4 separate regions of the Mus musculus genome follow, and regions 2, 3 and 4 are each linked to region 1. A link is a contact called in public Hi-C, HiChIP or PLAC-seq and Micro-C data. All regions are on one chromosome and are shown on one strand. The core of a region is the stretch at or near the end of the contact, and the rest is flanking DNA. Distances in the headings are between cores, read along the strand shown. Region 1 holds the start of Rilp (Rab interacting lysosomal protein). Region 2 holds the start of Rskr (ribosomal protein S6 kinase related). Region 3 holds the start of 2610507B11Rik (RIKEN cDNA 2610507B11 gene). Region 4 holds the start of Sdf2 (stromal cell derived factor 2).

Region 1 (3,866 bases), core at 640-3,139:
AGCTAAGTTGTATCACTGGGCACAGCAGAACTGCAGCAGGCCAAGGGGTTCGTTTGGTGAGCACAGAGGCAGGATCTTACCTGCTCTCTGCTTCTTCAGGTGTCCCTAACATCTTGGCCTTGATCTTCCTCCTCTGTTTCTTGACTGCCACCTTCATGGCTTCAAGCAGAAGCCCAGGAACACGGTGATCTGTGAGCAGCTCTCTAGAGAAGCAGGAAGGGAAGAAAGTGGGAAGGCCAACAGGAGGTGTCAATCAAGTACCTGAGCTCTGCTCACTGTTTCCCCTGGAAACCCGTGAAAGCTCTATACCGCCAACACCTCTGAAATGAGCTTAGATGGCCCCTCCTAAGGATAAGGCTTGCTGCTTCAGTTTGGTGACCCCTGGTGCTGCCCTGTTTGAGTGAGGTTCCAGAAGGGCAAGGACTGTGGAAGTTACTTCTTCCCAGTGCCTGAGCAGGACCCTGGCAATTGTCACTGCTGATCTATAAACGATCCAAAAAATAAGGTGGGGTGACCAGGAACAGGCATCCTGGCTTCCAGTCCCTCACCGCTGGAAGTACGCCAACTCCTCCTTGAGCAAGAACACGTTGGCTTTGAGCTCATTCCGCTCCTGAAGGATTTGCTTAAGCTCTTCCCTGCTGAATCCACACTGGACAGCTTCTGGAAGGTTCCCTGGCTGCTTCTGAGTATCCACCTGTACAAGGTCAGGAATGGTCAGAGAGCAGTCTGTCTTAGCTCTTCCCTAAGTCCCAGCGCTCACAATAATATTATGGGAAGTGTCTGCTGGGAAAACTTAGAGGACAAAGTTGCTGCTACATAGGTGTACATAGCACACAACTGCTGTTGCTACCTTCCAACTTCCTGGGTACCTTCTATACTGCATGGTACATCCATGCCAGGTAAACCCAGGCTGGGTCATCAACTGCTGAATGCTGTGAGCTCTGGGATGTATTTTGACTTCGCTCCGTCTCTTACCGGGTCATCTGAGGTTGCCGCATCAGGTTCCAAGCTCTGTTCTTTAGCCAGCTGGCTGGAGCCATCCTGAGCTATCTGGCGCTCCCTCTCCCGGTCCTGGGCGGCCCTCAACTGGGTCTGCACTGCAGCCAGCTTGTGCCGCAGCTCAGAGTTGATCAGCAGGAGGCGCTGTAGCTGTTCCTGCAGCTAGGGGGTGGAGCGAGAGAGCTAGGGGCGGGGCTCCGAGGGCCGTAGCGGCCCCACCCCACTCCGCCTGGCCCCGCCCTCACCGCTTCGGTCTCTTGGCTTCGGCGCTGCAGATCTCGGTTGTGTGCCCGAAGCTCATCCCGCTGTCTGTCTGTCACCTCCTTGAGCTGTCGGAGCAGCGCGCGCTCCTCTGAGGAAGGGGTGTCTTTAGCACTACCGATCTCTGGGGTACGCAGGCCCCGGCTGCCCCCAGCTCGCTCTGCTCCGGTGGGACCCTCACTCACCCTGCGGCCCGGAGCCTAGCTCCTGGCGGAGGCGTTGGTTCTCCTCGCGCAGCCGCCGCAGCTCCACTTCTGCCTGCTGTGCGGACACCTGCAGCTGGGGGAGCCAGGGGTCTCAGGGTTAGGCCTGCCGGCTCTCAGGGGTAAAAGGAGGAGCCGGTGACTCACCGAGTCCGGAGCCGGCCCCACGGCGGCCTTTTCCAAGAGCTCCAGCGCCCGCACGACTAGTGGCACCAGCCCAGCCGCCGCGTCGGGTCCGAAGCGGCGTGCCAGCCCCTGTAGCTCAGTGCCCAGAGCCCCCGCTAGATGGTACACGAGCTCGGCGGCTGACCCTGCGCCCACTGAAGAAGAGGCCTGACTGGGTAGCCTGGGCGCTGCCCTCCTGGGCTCCATTTTTTCCTCTCTTAAGGTCAAAAGCCACCCACACCCTTAACTGGTGCAGGAAAAAGCTTAACAGTTCCGGCCCAGGAAGTTTAGGGCCATAAGGGGCGGGGTAGAAGCAACCCGGGAGGAACAAATAGGGAAAAAGGCCCTGGAGTGGGAGAGTGCTCTGGGCTCCCTGTGCCCTACAAGGTCACTGGATACAGGTCGGCCAACTTCCAGGCAGGTATCCAAGAGTTGAGGACTAGAGCTGTAAGTGGTCACTTCAGGCAAGCCCTCCCCATAGCGCCTGACCCGGGCTCCACCCCTGGACTTGGCTGCCAAGAGGTGAAAGACTGAAGGTCAGCAAACAGCCTCTACTGGACTGCAGGGACAGTCACTTAAGTATGTTCCCCCACTAGGAACCACACAGTTTACAAAAATGAACGAGACCGGGCACTACAGCTATAGGAGGACCACACAGTCCAAGAAGTGATGTTGAAAATAGGTAGACTCCAAGTACTTTTACAGAGAAACCAGCAAATATGCTCAAAGTAATAAGCCAGCCCCAACTCAGCTCCCTGAGTCTAGGGAGCCTCTAAGCCTCCAGCGGAGAAGGCCTCAAGGCTCTGAAGGCAGGGCCCAGTACCTTGCTGTCAACTGCCCAAGCTAGTCCCCAATCCTCAAACGCCTATGCCCAGAATTTGACCTCATAACAGCAAGAAAACAAAAGCACTATTTATAAAATTTATTACATTTTGTTCAGGATTACAATCTATCAACAACACAAGCACAGAACGCAAAGGGGCTGACTGCTGAATGTCAGCAGCTTGTCTGGGGAGGGCGTTCAAGAGGCTCCAGGCTTTGGGGATCTGAAGCAGAAGGAAGTAACTAGGCATAGAGGTCCTCTCTGTCTGCAGAGTAGACCTCACCCTCCTGCAGAAGGGCGAAGTTGAGGAAGTGGGAGGGCCTGTGGACCTCATGGTAGAATTCCTTGGGGTTTGCCAGCTGCAGCTCGTATTTCATGTTGGGATCATGTCGAACACCTAATGGGAGGGGAAACATCAGAAGTTAATAAGGTTCTGCCTGCCTCACCCAGCCTGGGCCCCTGGACCGTTTCCAAGGCAGCCAGACCTCAAGATGACAAGATGACCAAGCATGCTGGTCACCTGTCTCTACCCCACACTTCCTAGGCACACACAACCACGTACCCATAAAGTTGTAGTTCCAGGAGGACTGGGCGGGGACCATGAAGAAGCCGAGGAATCGGTCAGACAGGAGCATCTGAACCCTCTCGTAGTGCGAGGGTAGGTAGCCTTTGGGGTTGTTGCCTTTGTCTGTGTTCTGCCGGCCCCACTCATACCCACTGGGTGTCAGCTTGTAGGCTGTCAGTGTGCAGGAGCCTGGTGTGAAGCTGGGGTGGGGGGGACAGGGACAGGGTAAGCGCTCAAGCCACCAATCCAGGTCCTGGCCTGCAATGCCTGCTCTATAATATTTCCACCCAAGAGGCCCACACCAACCTGCACGTGATGATAATAGTCTTCTCCCCATCCCAAGATGGGTTGTCAGCCATGATTTTGGCATGAGTGGTGACATCTTGGGGTGATAGCTGGGGGGATTCATTGGGCTGAGTGTGGATCCAACCTAAGGGTTCCATCTCCTGTAGGCAAACAGCAATAAAGAGATGTTCAACCCATCTGCAGACAAATGTCCCCCATTAGGGTAGCACGACAGTGAGTGCACTCCCAGGCTCCACCACCACTAACCTTGAGGTACTCATGCTGGGGCAGCTGGCTGGGCAGGTGCACAGTCTGGTGCGTGCCCCACTGCGGCACCATCACAATACAACGGATCTCCTTCACCTGAGGGTTATCTGGAGGGCTCACCCCATACAGGTATCCTGCAATCTAGAGATGAGATCAGAAGGTATTCTTAGTACCAACCCAGAATGCCAGAAGTTTTTAAAATTTTATTGTTGGGGCTGGAGAGATGGCTCACTGGTTAAGAGTACTGGTTGCTCTTCCAGAGGACCTGCCACATGGTGGCCTACAACTGTCTGCAACT
Region 2 (3,866 bases), core at 385-2,884, 2.8 Mb before region 1:
TAATAAAGAGGTGTTGTTTCCCCTGCCAGCTGTCCCCCAAACTGTGTACAAAAGGATGGTTGATCTGTCGCTATGGACAAAGAAAACAGCAAGTTAGGAAAACAAGCTTCTTGATGATAAAGGCAGCTAAGAAATCACATGTTGCCTTGTGTAGAAGTGAACTGCTGCTTCACCTTCTGATTCAGAACTCATTTAGGACTCTTGGAAAACCTTGGAGCCAGCACACTGCTTAGGAGCACACCACGATACACTGTAGAGTCCCCTGGCAGAACTTGGAGCTTGTCCTCAGCTAATAACTACTTTTCTCAGGATTTACTTTGGTGCTATCTACTCCAGGACGGACACATACAGGGAAGGTAGACCCAAGAAAACCAGGTAAGTTGGAAAAAGGTACTTTCTCCAACAAATTCAGGTCTCCAGCCATGCTTTCAGAACTCTGCATACCTGGATGCTAACCTCTTCTTTGCACTGCCTCAGCGTATCCCGCTGTAGAACTTTTACTTTGGGCACCACCTATAAGTGTAGAGGCATGGTAACTCATGAAAATCATGCTATTTTAACTTGTTCCCCCTAATCTCTGGAACTAAAGATTGTAAACAGGATCTACTGAGTAAGCTACATCGCTTGACTTCCTACCTTCACTGCAAATACAGCTTTCTGGGCACAATCTAGCACTTTCAGGACAGTTCCAAACGAACCTTTAGCCACAAGGCCTAAAATCTGAACAAAGAAGAGGGAAACTGAGACTGGTTGTTTGTAGATTCCTCCCTAAAACAGACACTTCCCAGGGGCTATGGTGACCTACCTTCAGCTCCTGCTGCTCCCTAACAGGCCTCACGGGAAACTCTGGTAGAAAGAGGCTGATGAACTGAGGCACTGGCCACTCAGACTGAGGCTTCTCTAGTAGCAGTGGGGCTGGCTGGAGCAGCTCCTGATGTAGGCACTGATGCCTCTGTAGTCCCCATAGTTCTTCCAGACCTGACCTGATGGTCCCCATACCACACCAGAGGCTCTTCCAGCCTTGGACCCAGTGACCCTGGATGTTGTCACCCTGCTGAGAAGGGAGCCATTCTAAGCCTGCTCATGAAGCACTGCAGGTTCTGCCCATCTTAACAGGCACCCCTTCCTCTAGTCTTAACCAATGCTGTGGTGACCCCCAACCATAAAACTGTTACTTCATAACTGCAGTATAAGTACCTGATATGCAGGATATCTAATGTAACCCGTGTGAAAGGAGTCACAACACACATGCTGACAACCACTTATCTAGAGGGAAGGAAAATTCCCAGGCTTTGTGATGTGACCTAAATTTCCTTGACTTAATTCAAAATCTCCATGACAATAACAGGTTTATGTTTTCACAACAAAACAGGAATACAACCTGTGCATAAGTGAGTTCTATAGCCTTTATGCCCACCCCAACAATGGATATCAGTGACAGTCTCCTAACTGGGCACTTTCTAGCCTCAGGCCCCTACATCTTTCATTTCCCTCCCATAGGCAGCCAGAGCCTATACCAGAGCCCCATACCCTACCTTCTGAGGAGCAGACACCCGGGTGTGTTGTCCCTGCCGACAGCTTACTGCTCCCATTTCCAGCCTCTGCCTCTTTTCGCGCTGCTAAATCTGTTGTCCAAGTTACATAAGCAATTCCTCCCTCTGATGCTGCATTACCCATGAGCCCCACCTCTTCCAGTGTACACAGACCCATCAGCTTTAGGTCAGCATCATACCCAAACTGGGAAGTATATGTGATTGTGGTAAGACTTCAAGGCAGAGGAGAAAGACAAGACCAGTCATTACTGGGGCAGTTAAAAAATGTGTTGGGTTAGTGAGGAGGGAAGGACACAGACAACTTGAACGCTTTTACTCAATACAATTAAAAAAGGCCAACATCAAATTTAAAATATTTTTTCTTTAAATCTCTTTTTTCTCCATTCTCCTGGGCATACCCCAGGGAGGAAAGTAAGGTACCCATGGCCAGCCCTGGCTCCTAATGCCATCCTCCCAAGTGAGCACAGACTGGGAAGTTTATCCCCCAAACCCAACACCTCTTAGACAACAAGGCAGTGGAGTGAGGCACAGAGGATCAGACTCCTTCCCTTAGCTTATTGGCACAAAGGGAGAGCAATTACATTTAGAAATATATATATATGTTTTATATATATATATCTTTATAAAAATTTATCATACTTGATCAAAACTATCCCCCAACCCTTTCTGTTGCCCCGAAAGAGCAGGATACTAGGCTTGGACACAATCCCTGGGTCTTCTGGTTTTCTTGCCCCTGTGGCCCTGGGTCTAATCCCATGAGAGGGAACCCAGCGCTTTGTCCACCATGCCCTGCAGGGACAGGCCAGCTGTTGAACAATGTCTCTCAGTTCCCATATGCCCCACAAATCCTGCAGGATGAAGGGAAGCTCTGCCCACCCTCAAGTCCCTGGATCCTGAGCCAGAGTCAATTCTATACTGTAGTCACTTGGGTCTCCACATCACTTGCGCCTGCCGAAGATGGACTTCTTGCCAGGGTTCTTGTCGCCCACACTTAAACCAATGAGGAGCCGAGCTTTCTCTTCTTCCTGCTGTTGCATGTTCAGGTCACACTTTGTTTCTAGCTTTCCCCGGACCTCAGACCCCGTTGCAGGTTTCAGCCTTAGTTTTTCTTTGATTACCTGGCAGTGGAAAGGAATAAAAGGAAAGGAAAAATTAGTGAAACGGGGTGTACAATTTAAAGTGAACCAATTCAAAGATTTATTAAGCTTATATGTAAACACAAAAGGGCACTTCAAAGTATATAGATAATAGTCTGCTTGTAAGAAGCTTACAATCTAATCAGAACCATCATAAAGCTGATGTTGTAGAAGCCCTTAATTCCCTCAAAATTAATGAGTCACTAGCATACCAGGGCAAAGGCATGGACAAACAAGGACAGATCAGTCATTATCTGCCCCTTTCCTGGCCATCTCTTAATACAGCACAGAAGAGAAGGCTCTTAAAAAGGCAATGTGCTTGCCAGTCCCTGCTAACGAAACAGCCATGAGCCCTGGCGAGATACCTGGGCAACCAGAGCTTTTCGGCTGTCCCTTTTGACAGCCATGGCAAAGTCCAGCCATGTCCACGTGTTGTTGTGGTACTCCAGACAGGGTAGCACCAAGTTAAGGTCGCCCCAGTCCACACTGTTCTTCTCACCCTGCAACAGGAAGAGAAAGAGGGAAAAGAGCTGCCATTTTGAATCTAAGCCAGAACTCTGAGTAGAATTCCTACAACAGCAACCGACATATTTGAATTCCCTCCCATTCTGGTGATGGGGCTGACTCCTGCAGAAAGCAGGACAGGTTTGTCACCCATGGCCCACTTTCACAGGAAGCCCAACTGTCACCCTGTCTATAATCTTTAGTCCCCTTCCTACTCTAAGTGCTGGGATGGAATATACCTTATAACTGACACACAGTGGAACTTGTGGGATTTTTATATATATGAAGGAGTTGTTCATGGCAGCTCGCTCTTTCATCTTGTCAATATCATCAACTGGGTGCTGGGAAAGACAGAAAAGGAGCATAAGCCCTAAAACCACCAGAGCAACCCAAGATGCTAAATTACTCCACTCTCAGTCCTGGAGAAGACTTAAGACCAAAGGAACAACACCCACCCAGGTCCACAGAAACTATTAATACCCATTTAAAAAATCTAAACATACTAAAATGTTTTTACCTTTTTGTTTCTTTTTTTGTTTTTTTTTTTAAGATTTATTTATTTATTATATGGAAGTACATTGTAGCTGTCTTCAGACACTCCAGAAGAGGGAGTCAGATCTCGCTACGGATGGTTGTGAGCCACCATGTGGTTGCTGGGATTTGAACTCTGGAC
Region 3 (3,866 bases), core at 531-3,030, 2.8 Mb before region 1:
AGGTTTATGAACCAGCAAAGGTCCTGAGTCCCAGGAGAAGGGAGTTCTATTGGTCCTCCCGACAAATCCTCTTTCCCTGGTTTCTCTGATCAACGTGGCTATCCTGCTCCTCATGATGATGTTAGCTGAATTTGCTTAGCAGTTCTCTTTTTATGAACAAGTTGCCACCCTATTTCCTCTCTTAAATTAGAACAGTGAGTTTGCTGTTTCCTGTAATCTTTCTCTGTTTACTTCCATATCTTTCTTCCATACCCTGGATACTCTGTGTCATTAGTTTGGTACTAGATACTAAAGAGGACCCAGCAGATACCAGGCTCTACCACTGAACCACTATTCCAGCTCATTTTAATTTTGAGAGAAGCACTCACTAAGTTGCCTAGGCAGAGCTTGAATTTATAATTCTCTTGCTTCGGCCTCTTGAGAAACAAGAATTACAGGTTTATACCACCAGATCTAGTCCCATAAACACTTGAAACAACTGGCATCTATTGCAGAGTCCTCCAAGTAGCTCCTAAGATCCTCTTGACAATAATAATAATAACAACAACAAAAACAACAACAACAAGGGTGGAGTTAACTAGGAAAACTACCCATGGAGGAAGCTAAAGTTTGAAACCCCCTCCAAACCAACACACACACCACACACTCCCGCCCTTCTCCTCTCTCTCTCTCTCTCTCTTTCTCTCTGCAATTCCCGGAACTCACCACCGTCTGCTGGTGCTGCTGAAACTTAAGACTGACATTCTGGATCCAAAAAAATCGGAAGGAGCCAATCTTTAGCTCTGCCTGCAACTTGCGCTGACACCACCTGGTGGCCAACCGGACCACAAGCCACCTGCAGAAAAAAAACAGTTGGATTATAAGACCCTCTACCCTTTTTGATTCTAGAAAGGCCTTGCAAGGGGTGGTATCCTGAAGCCGGATTTTTCTTAGGAACTTTACGATTTTCCTAAAATATTTCTCTAGTCATACTCATTTAGGCACAACAACCAGAACTACGGGCCCCTAAATTCAAACAAAACTAGGCAAACGAAACTCACCCTCTAAAAGAGGTCAAAAAAAAAAAAAAAAAAAAAAAAAAAGAAAGAAAGAAAGAATAAACAAAGAAACCCTCAAATCTTTAGGAACCCAAAGTAAAAAGAGGTCCTCAAAAGGCAAAGTGAAGGCAGTCGTGTTAAATACGTCATCGCACACTCCTTAGAGGGTCCCTGTCTGCGTCCCCACCCTGCAGCCGTTTCCGAGAAGGCAGAGGTCACTCTCGGAACTGCTCAAACACCGCTCTGCTCTAGCCAGCCAGTCCTCCCGACCTCTCTGCAGGGCGCGGCTGCAGGTGCCCTTCGCAATCTGGGAAGAGGACACGGAGGCGAACGGGGCAGGAAAGGGAGACCACCGAGGGAGGCCCCCTCCCTCACACGCAAACATTCGGTTCCCGGACTGGACATTGCTTCGGGTCCAGCCAGATGCTTCAGCGCCCCTGCCCCCACCTCGCTTCCCCTCGCCTCGGCTGAGCGCCCCCTCCTGCTCGCGCCCCCTCCGCCTAAGGCGCCCGACCAACCCGCGCCTCCTCCAGCCGGTCTTCCTCGACCCCCCCGACCCTGTGGCTAGAATCCCCTCACCGGCCTAGGAAGAGTGCGCTAAGCGCAACCAGCAGCAAGACCAACAGCGCGGAGAGAAATAGAGGCATTTAGGTCCGGGTCCGGCCCGGCCTGGCCCCGACCCCCGCCATGCCGGGCCCTGACGCCGGAACCGCACAGCGCCGCGGCGGGCTTCGGCCGCGCACGCACACGCACGGCGAGGAAGCGTTAGTGCGCGCGCGCGTGTCCCCGCCCCGGCGGCTCGTGGACCAGCCGGCTGGCTCCCTCCACGACCCGCCCCGACCCGCCCCGACCCGCCCCAACCCGCGCGCGCGTGCGCGAGCCCTGAGGGCCGACCAGCGGCTTGCGCGGAGTGGAGGCGTGGCTCTGGAGAGGGAGGGCGGGGCGGACCGCGAACGCGCGGTCCTGCGCGCTACACCTAGAGCGCAGCCTGCGCGGCACGCCGCGGAGCTCCGGGTTCGCGCTGAGGGCGGGGGATCGGAGTCCGCACGAGCTCGCCGGGCGGTGACCAGGATGGGTCGTTTCTACCACTTTGAGGTTCCACTTCCAAAACGCATTCCCTAGGCCATTAAGAGCCGGCCTGGCTGGTGCCGGGCGTGGTGGTGCAGGCCTTTAATCCCAGCACTCAGGAGGCAGAGGCAGGCGGATTTCTGAGTTTGAGGCCAGCCTGGTCTACAAAGTGAGTTCCAGGACAGCTAGGGCTATAAAGAGAAACCCTGTCTCAAAAAAACAAAACAACAACAACAAAAGTTATGTGTCTGTAGGTCATAAGTGATCCTGTCTGAAAAGATTACAGAGAAAATTAAGAGGTAATTCAAAGACCTCAGCTATCTATCATCTCACCCCACAAGGAAACCAACTTTGTTTACTGTCTGAATACTGTTCCAGATAGTATCTTCTTATCTTTTTTTTTTTTTTTTTTTTTTTTTTGAGACAGGGTTTCTCTGTGTAGCCCTCTGTAGACCAGGCTGGCCTCGAACTCAGAAATCTGCCTGCCTCTGCCTCCCAAGTGCTAGGATTAAAGGCATGTGTCACCATGCCTGGGCCAGATAGTATCTTCTAACATCCTTCATGGGGAGAGCCATTCTGTATTTTTAGGTTTGTGCGATTGTGTATAGCACCACCCAGAACAGGGTGAAATATAGAAATAGTGAATATTGTTTTACCCTTTACAGATTATCTGGGAAGCAATTTTAATTACATGAAATACAGAGTTCAAGGTCAAATCAAGCCAGAGTGAATTTTGCATTCTTCATTGTTAAATGAAGGAAGTAGATAAGGTCTGTTATGCTTATTCTCATGAGTCAGTGTCTGACTAATGACTTACTAACACAGTACCAGATAAACACAGTACCAGATAAAGAAATCCAGATGGTTCCAAGGTATTATGAAGTATTTTGTGTTCTTGGTTCTCAGATCCTAATCTGCATATAATTCTTCCAGATTTTTTTGATTGGCCTCTTCAAATAACAACTTCAAGGCCTGTGAGATGGATCTATAGGTAAAGGCACTTGCTGGCCCGAGGAATTGATTTCCATCCTCAAAATCCACAAACTATCCTCTAAACTACACACACCGGTTCATCTTCAAAATCTGTAGCTTTTTGTTCAAGTGTGGTTTCTCAGTGTTCAGGTAGGATCTAAGAACTCAATTCAAGTCAATGAGGCATCACAACACATTTCCATACTGGAATTCATCTTTTGGGGGTCTCTCTGCATGCAGCAGGGGTGGCAGAGTAACAATGTAACTAAGGCGAGACCAGAATCAGGCTCACCAGGACTCAAGAACTGGTATTGGGGGGGCTGGTGAGATGGCTCAGTGGGTAAGAGCACCCCACTGTTCTTCCAAAGGTCCGGAGTTCAAATCCCATGGTGGCTCACAACCATCCATAATGAGATCTGACTCCCTCTTCTGGAGTGTCTGAAGACAGCTACAGTGTACTTACATATAATAAAAAAATAAATAAAAAAGAACTGGTATTGGTATGTACTATAGAATCTGGAGTCTGACACCAGGCAGTTTATTTTAGGCATATTTAAACACAGTTTAATTTTGGGGGAAAAAGTTTTCTTCTTTTTGTTTTTTCTGGCTGTCTTGGAACTCACTCTGTAGATCAGGCTGGGCTCGAACTCAGAAATCCACCTGCCTCTGCCTCCCACGTGCTAGGATTAAATGCGTGTGCCACCACTGCCAGGTGAAAAAGTTTTCTGATGGTACTTAACCCTGTGTGTGCAACAAAACTTAAAAGTCATGTTTACATCAAAAAGATGG
Region 4 (3,866 bases), core at 987-3,486, 2.7 Mb before region 1:
TGAATCAGCTCTTTATTAACCAATCAGAGGTGACGGATAACAATTTTTGCATAACACTGAAACTGGAAGTGCTTAACCTGGCCAACTTCTGGACTGCAGTTAAAGAGAAGCATAGAAATTAGCATCTGAATAGATGATGCACAAACCCATCCCCCAAGAGGGCTAATCCAAGTTCTTCGTTTAAATGATTTTGATTTTTTGATTTTTATTTTTTTATCGAGACAGGGTTTCTCTGTGTAGTCCTAGCTGTCTTGGAACTCACTCTGTAGACCAGGCTGACCTGAAATTCAAAGAGATCCACCTGCCTCTGCTTCCTAAGTGTTGGGATTAAAGGAATGGCCCACCACCACCCGACTGCTAATTTGGATTTTTGTTTGTTGAGGCAGTGTCTCACTGTGTAGCACTGGCTGGTCTGAAATTCTCTAGGTAGAGTGGCTGTCTTCAGAGATCCTGCCTCTCTCTGCCTCCAGAATATTAAGACTAAATGCCTCCTGCTCTACCACCACCGCCCAGCCTAACTCCATTTTTATTTAGTAGAGCCAGAGCAGGAAACATTAAATTAAAACGTAGTAAAACTGCCGGGCAGTGGTGGCGCATGCCTTTAATCCCAGCACTTGGGAGGCAGCAGCAGGCGGATTTCTGAGTTCGAGGCCAGCCTGGTCTACAAAGTGAGTTCCAGGACAGCCAGGGCTACACAGAGAAACCCTGTCTCGAGAAAAAGAAAAAAAAAAAAAAAAAGAATGTAGTAAGCCTGAGTAGGTGTTTACTGAATGAGGTGGTTAGGAATGTAAAGACTACATACTCCCTGGACTAAACTGGTAAGACAGGTTCTGAGAGTTGTGAACAGACTAACCATCTTAGAAGGTCACTTCCTTTCTAGCAAATAGCATCATCAATCATTCAAATTATATCACAAGTACACCTCCTGTCGAACTTCATGACTTTATTTCCTCCAGTGTGGGGGCAGAAGCTTTCCGTATGCTCGGCAAATACTCTAACACTGAAGTAATTACCAGCCTTTGAACTTCTGTTGTTTTGAGACAGCCCCCACTATATAGGCTAGGCTGATCTTGAAGTTACAATCCTGCTTCAACCTTTTGAGTGCTACAATTACAGACCTAGGCCACCACGCCTGCCCATTAGTCTTGTTTTATTGTTTGATTCACTACTGTATTTCCTGTATCTAGAACAATACGAGACACACTAAAAGTGCTCTTTAAATCTAGGCCAAATGAATGAGCCCACGAATAAGTGAGTATTTTAATTGCACATGATAAAAAACAGACTTTCCTCTGCAATGTCTGTCAATGCTTAAATTCTTTACAAGAAAGTTATTGCTAAGTTAGAGTGTCAAAAAATATGAGCTAAAAATAGGTGACATTTAAAATCTGAGATTCAGCTTATGTTGTCTTGCTCTAAATGCTCCTCTCTCCAGCACAAAATAGTGGCAGCCCATGGAATCTGAAAGATTTTGAACCTGCACAGATTTGGATTAAACCCTGTCTCCATCATTCACTAGCTGGCTTTGAGCAATATCTCTAGGTCTATTTACTCACCTAAGAAAATAACTTTAGTATCTGTCCTCAATACAATGTTAAAAACCGGAAAGTATATATGTAACACGTTTGGCCCACAGCTCATCAAACAGAAACTAACATTAGGACTAAGTTTCCTTGGCAACTCGTCGTCCTCTTCAAGAAATAGGGCACGGCTAACTTTCCCAGACCACGCCCTCAGACTCCGAGGCCCCGCCCCTTCTAGGCTCACCCGGCCTAGGCAGCCCACCCAGAGCGGTGAGTCCCCCTCTGTACCTGACCCATAGCGCACGTCGTGAGAATGCAGTCGGACATTGTGGCGTGTATTGAGTAGCTTCACCACGGAGCCGCAAGTAACGACAGCCATGTTGGACGCTCCCACAGCGCTCCACAAACCACCCAACAACAGAAGCGACAAGACAGCCATCCTAGATCCGAGAGAACTAATCATCCAAGAAAATTAGGCCCGTCCCCGGAACCGGAAGCCGAGGGTAGAACTACGCCAAGATGGAAGAGAAGACTCCTTAACCTGAATCTTTATGGTTCCTTTGGCGAGAGCGGCTTAAAGAACACGCTGGCCCGGGAGGCCTTCGGGACCTCACTTTGTACTGGGTGCTCTGTGGCGGCTGCGTTCCTTAGGCGTTCGCGGACTCGGAACCAAAGCCCTAGACGCCGGAGGGGAAAAGACAGCAGGAAATGACCCTCCCACTCCCAGTGACAGAGAGCCGGAGGTGACGTACTACGTTAACGCAGCAGCGGCGACGGTGGTGGTGGTGGTGGCGGCGGCTGCGGAGGGCCCTTGCGGTGGGTCCGGACTATCCTTTTGCAGTCTCTGATCGGCGACTCCATTTTCTTCGGTGGGAGCTTAGCGTAGCGGAGAAGCAGCGGCCTTCAAGCAGGTAACGCTCAGCCTGGAGAGTGTGTTGCGTGTGTGGGTGCGCAGGTGGCGAGCCAGACTCCTGGGGCCTGGTCCCGTAAGGGAAGAAGCTTTGGGGTGCCCCACTGCGGGAAGGAAGGGGGCCCTGGCTTTCCCTGATCTGCCAGGGGGGAAAAGGACAGGAAAGTACCGTGATTGCTCAGAGTCTCCAGCCCTTTCTCCACGCGGTACCACCCGGAACCTGTGACCTGGGGTTACCTCTTGAATCAACAGGCTTTCTGGGATCCCATCTTCTCCGCGGCGTCTGGAATCTGGGCCACGCAAAAAATTGGGACTAGAAGAGAGACCTAAGGGTTTCTTTACTTGGCATCAGGTGATCGGATTAATTAGTCCGGCGTTTGGGTCCTGCTGAGCTTTCGAGAGTTCAGCCATGAGGCGGGTGTACTGTGCTGAATGTTAGCTCTTTACAAAATGTTGAGTAATTATACGGTTTTTTTTCCACATATGGGCAAGTCCCTTAATCCTTTCTAAAGATGCGAGTTTATACTTAAGTACCTGGAGCCTTCCATCTTGTATAATTCATTTCCTCGAACACTTGCCAAAGACCTATCATAAATATTAGAATTGGTTGTTAAATCAGAAATGTGTATTGTTTGACATCAGGTACTCGAGTATCTTAAGTAAAGCAGTTCCTCTGTATTACAGAAAGAATCGATTTCTGTTTTCCTTTAGGAGGCGGGTCTCCTGTAATAATTACATGAAAAGACACGGTAATACAAAGGTCATAGGGTAATTTGTTTTTCATCCCGCCCCACTCCATTCCCGCTGCTCCCCTTCTTCAGAATCCTCCATTACTTATTACTTTCATTAATTTGTGTGTGTGTGTGTGTGTGTGTGTGTATGCCTCAATTAGTTAATTTATGGTGGTTTACAAGTACATGGGTGAAGAAGTATTCAGAGAAGCCTGGGCTACAACCCTAAAGAAAATGTTCCCCTCCCCCAGCAACCATGAATTACTATCGATCCTTAGGGTTGGTGGGATCTCATGATGAGCCCCTCCCCCCTAGCAACCGTTAACTGCCCATAAACCTGTAGGAAGGGAGGAGCCTGGTCCCCCTCCCCAGCATTGAAGTATGCTACAATGTGTGGAAGTCGTTGAATTTAATTAATTTTGGGGAGAAAAAGTTTAGTTCTATTGTTGAACACTCACAGTTTGTGAGTCTTCAGTGTTTTAGTTACAAAACAATTATAGCAACAATGGAGAAGCTGAGCCAGGAGGATCATGGAATTTACGTTTTGGTTGCATTTGTAGACCCTGTCTCAAAAACAGCTCTCCCTTCAACCACGAGTTTAGAGCCCCTCTCCATGCCTAGTGTCCCACCACTACAGGCTTATTTTATTTGGTTGGCTTGTGTGACTATTAGATTAGACTAGATTAGATTGGTAAAGTATTT

The links. A called contact is a pair of places that touch in the nucleus more often than the background predicts. HiChIP or PLAC-seq counts read pairs in DNA pulled down with a chosen protein or histone mark.
Region 2: a Micro-C map of embryonic stem cells shows a contact between it and region 1, with 6 times the contacts expected there. The contact joins the promoter of Rskr here to the promoter of Rilp in region 1. A contact is called at or near these places in 4 of 39 promoter capture datasets (cranial neural crest, embryonic stem cells, hippocampal neurons and 1 more), 4 of 484 Hi-C or Micro-C datasets (all in embryonic stem cells) and 1 of 9 other capture datasets (embryonic stem cells).
Region 3: a Hi-C map of B cells shows a contact between it and region 1, with 5 read pairs. The contact joins the promoter of 2610507B11Rik here to the promoter of Rilp in region 1. A contact is called at or near these places in 2 of 39 promoter capture datasets (both in embryonic stem cells) and 2 of 484 Hi-C or Micro-C datasets (B cells and embryonic stem cells).
Region 4: a contact with region 1 is called in an H3K27ac HiChIP or PLAC-seq map of embryonic stem cells, with 11 times the contacts expected there. The contact joins the promoter of Sdf2 here to the promoter of Rilp in region 1. A contact is called at or near these places in 5 of 39 promoter capture datasets (embryonic stem cells, liver and maxillary cranial neural crest) and 1 of 115 datasets of contacts at active chromatin or transcription factors (embryonic stem cells).

Annotation. Positions count from the first base shown.
Region 1 is chr11:75,508,117-75,511,982 of GRCm38.p6, reverse strand. Rilp (Rab interacting lysosomal protein) reads right to left here and starts at 1,889. Exons shown (of 8, transcript NM_001029938.2): 1 at 1,611-1,889; 2 at 1,446-1,539; 3 at 1,245-1,351; 4 at 976-1,161; 5 at 549-694; 6 at 81-203. The coding sequence starts at 1,835. It overlaps Prpf8 (pre-mRNA processing factor 8), which reads right to left. Exons shown (of 42, transcript NM_138659.2): 39 at 3,569-3,709; 40 at 3,323-3,462; 41 at 3,014-3,216; 42 at 2,536-2,848. The coding sequence ends at 2,694.
Region 2 is chr11:78,288,609-78,292,474 of GRCm38.p6, reverse strand. Rskr (ribosomal protein S6 kinase related) reads right to left here and starts at 1,634. Exons shown (of 12, transcript NM_001287206.1): 1 at 1,536-1,634; 2 at 806-1,051; 3 at 637-720; 4 at 445-513; 5 at 1-70. The coding sequence starts at 1,592. It overlaps 2610507B11Rik (RIKEN cDNA 2610507B11 gene), which reads right to left. Exons shown (of 39, transcript NM_001002004.2): 37 at 3,433-3,534; 38 at 3,055-3,189; 39 at 1,850-2,671. The coding sequence ends at 2,492.
Region 3 is chr11:78,259,668-78,263,533 of GRCm38.p6, reverse strand. 2610507B11Rik (RIKEN cDNA 2610507B11 gene) reads right to left here and starts at 1,780. Exons shown (of 39, transcript NM_001002004.2): 1 at 1,617-1,780; 2 at 706-835. The coding sequence starts at 1,684.
Region 4 is chr11:78,244,116-78,247,981 of GRCm38.p6, reverse strand. Sdf2 (stromal cell derived factor 2) reads right to left here and starts at 2,236. Exons shown (of 3, transcript NM_009143.3): 1 at 1,812-2,236. The coding sequence starts at 1,986. Supt6 (SPT6, histone chaperone and transcription elongation factor) reads left to right here and starts at 2,279. Exons shown (of 37, transcript NM_009297.2): 1 at 2,279-2,434.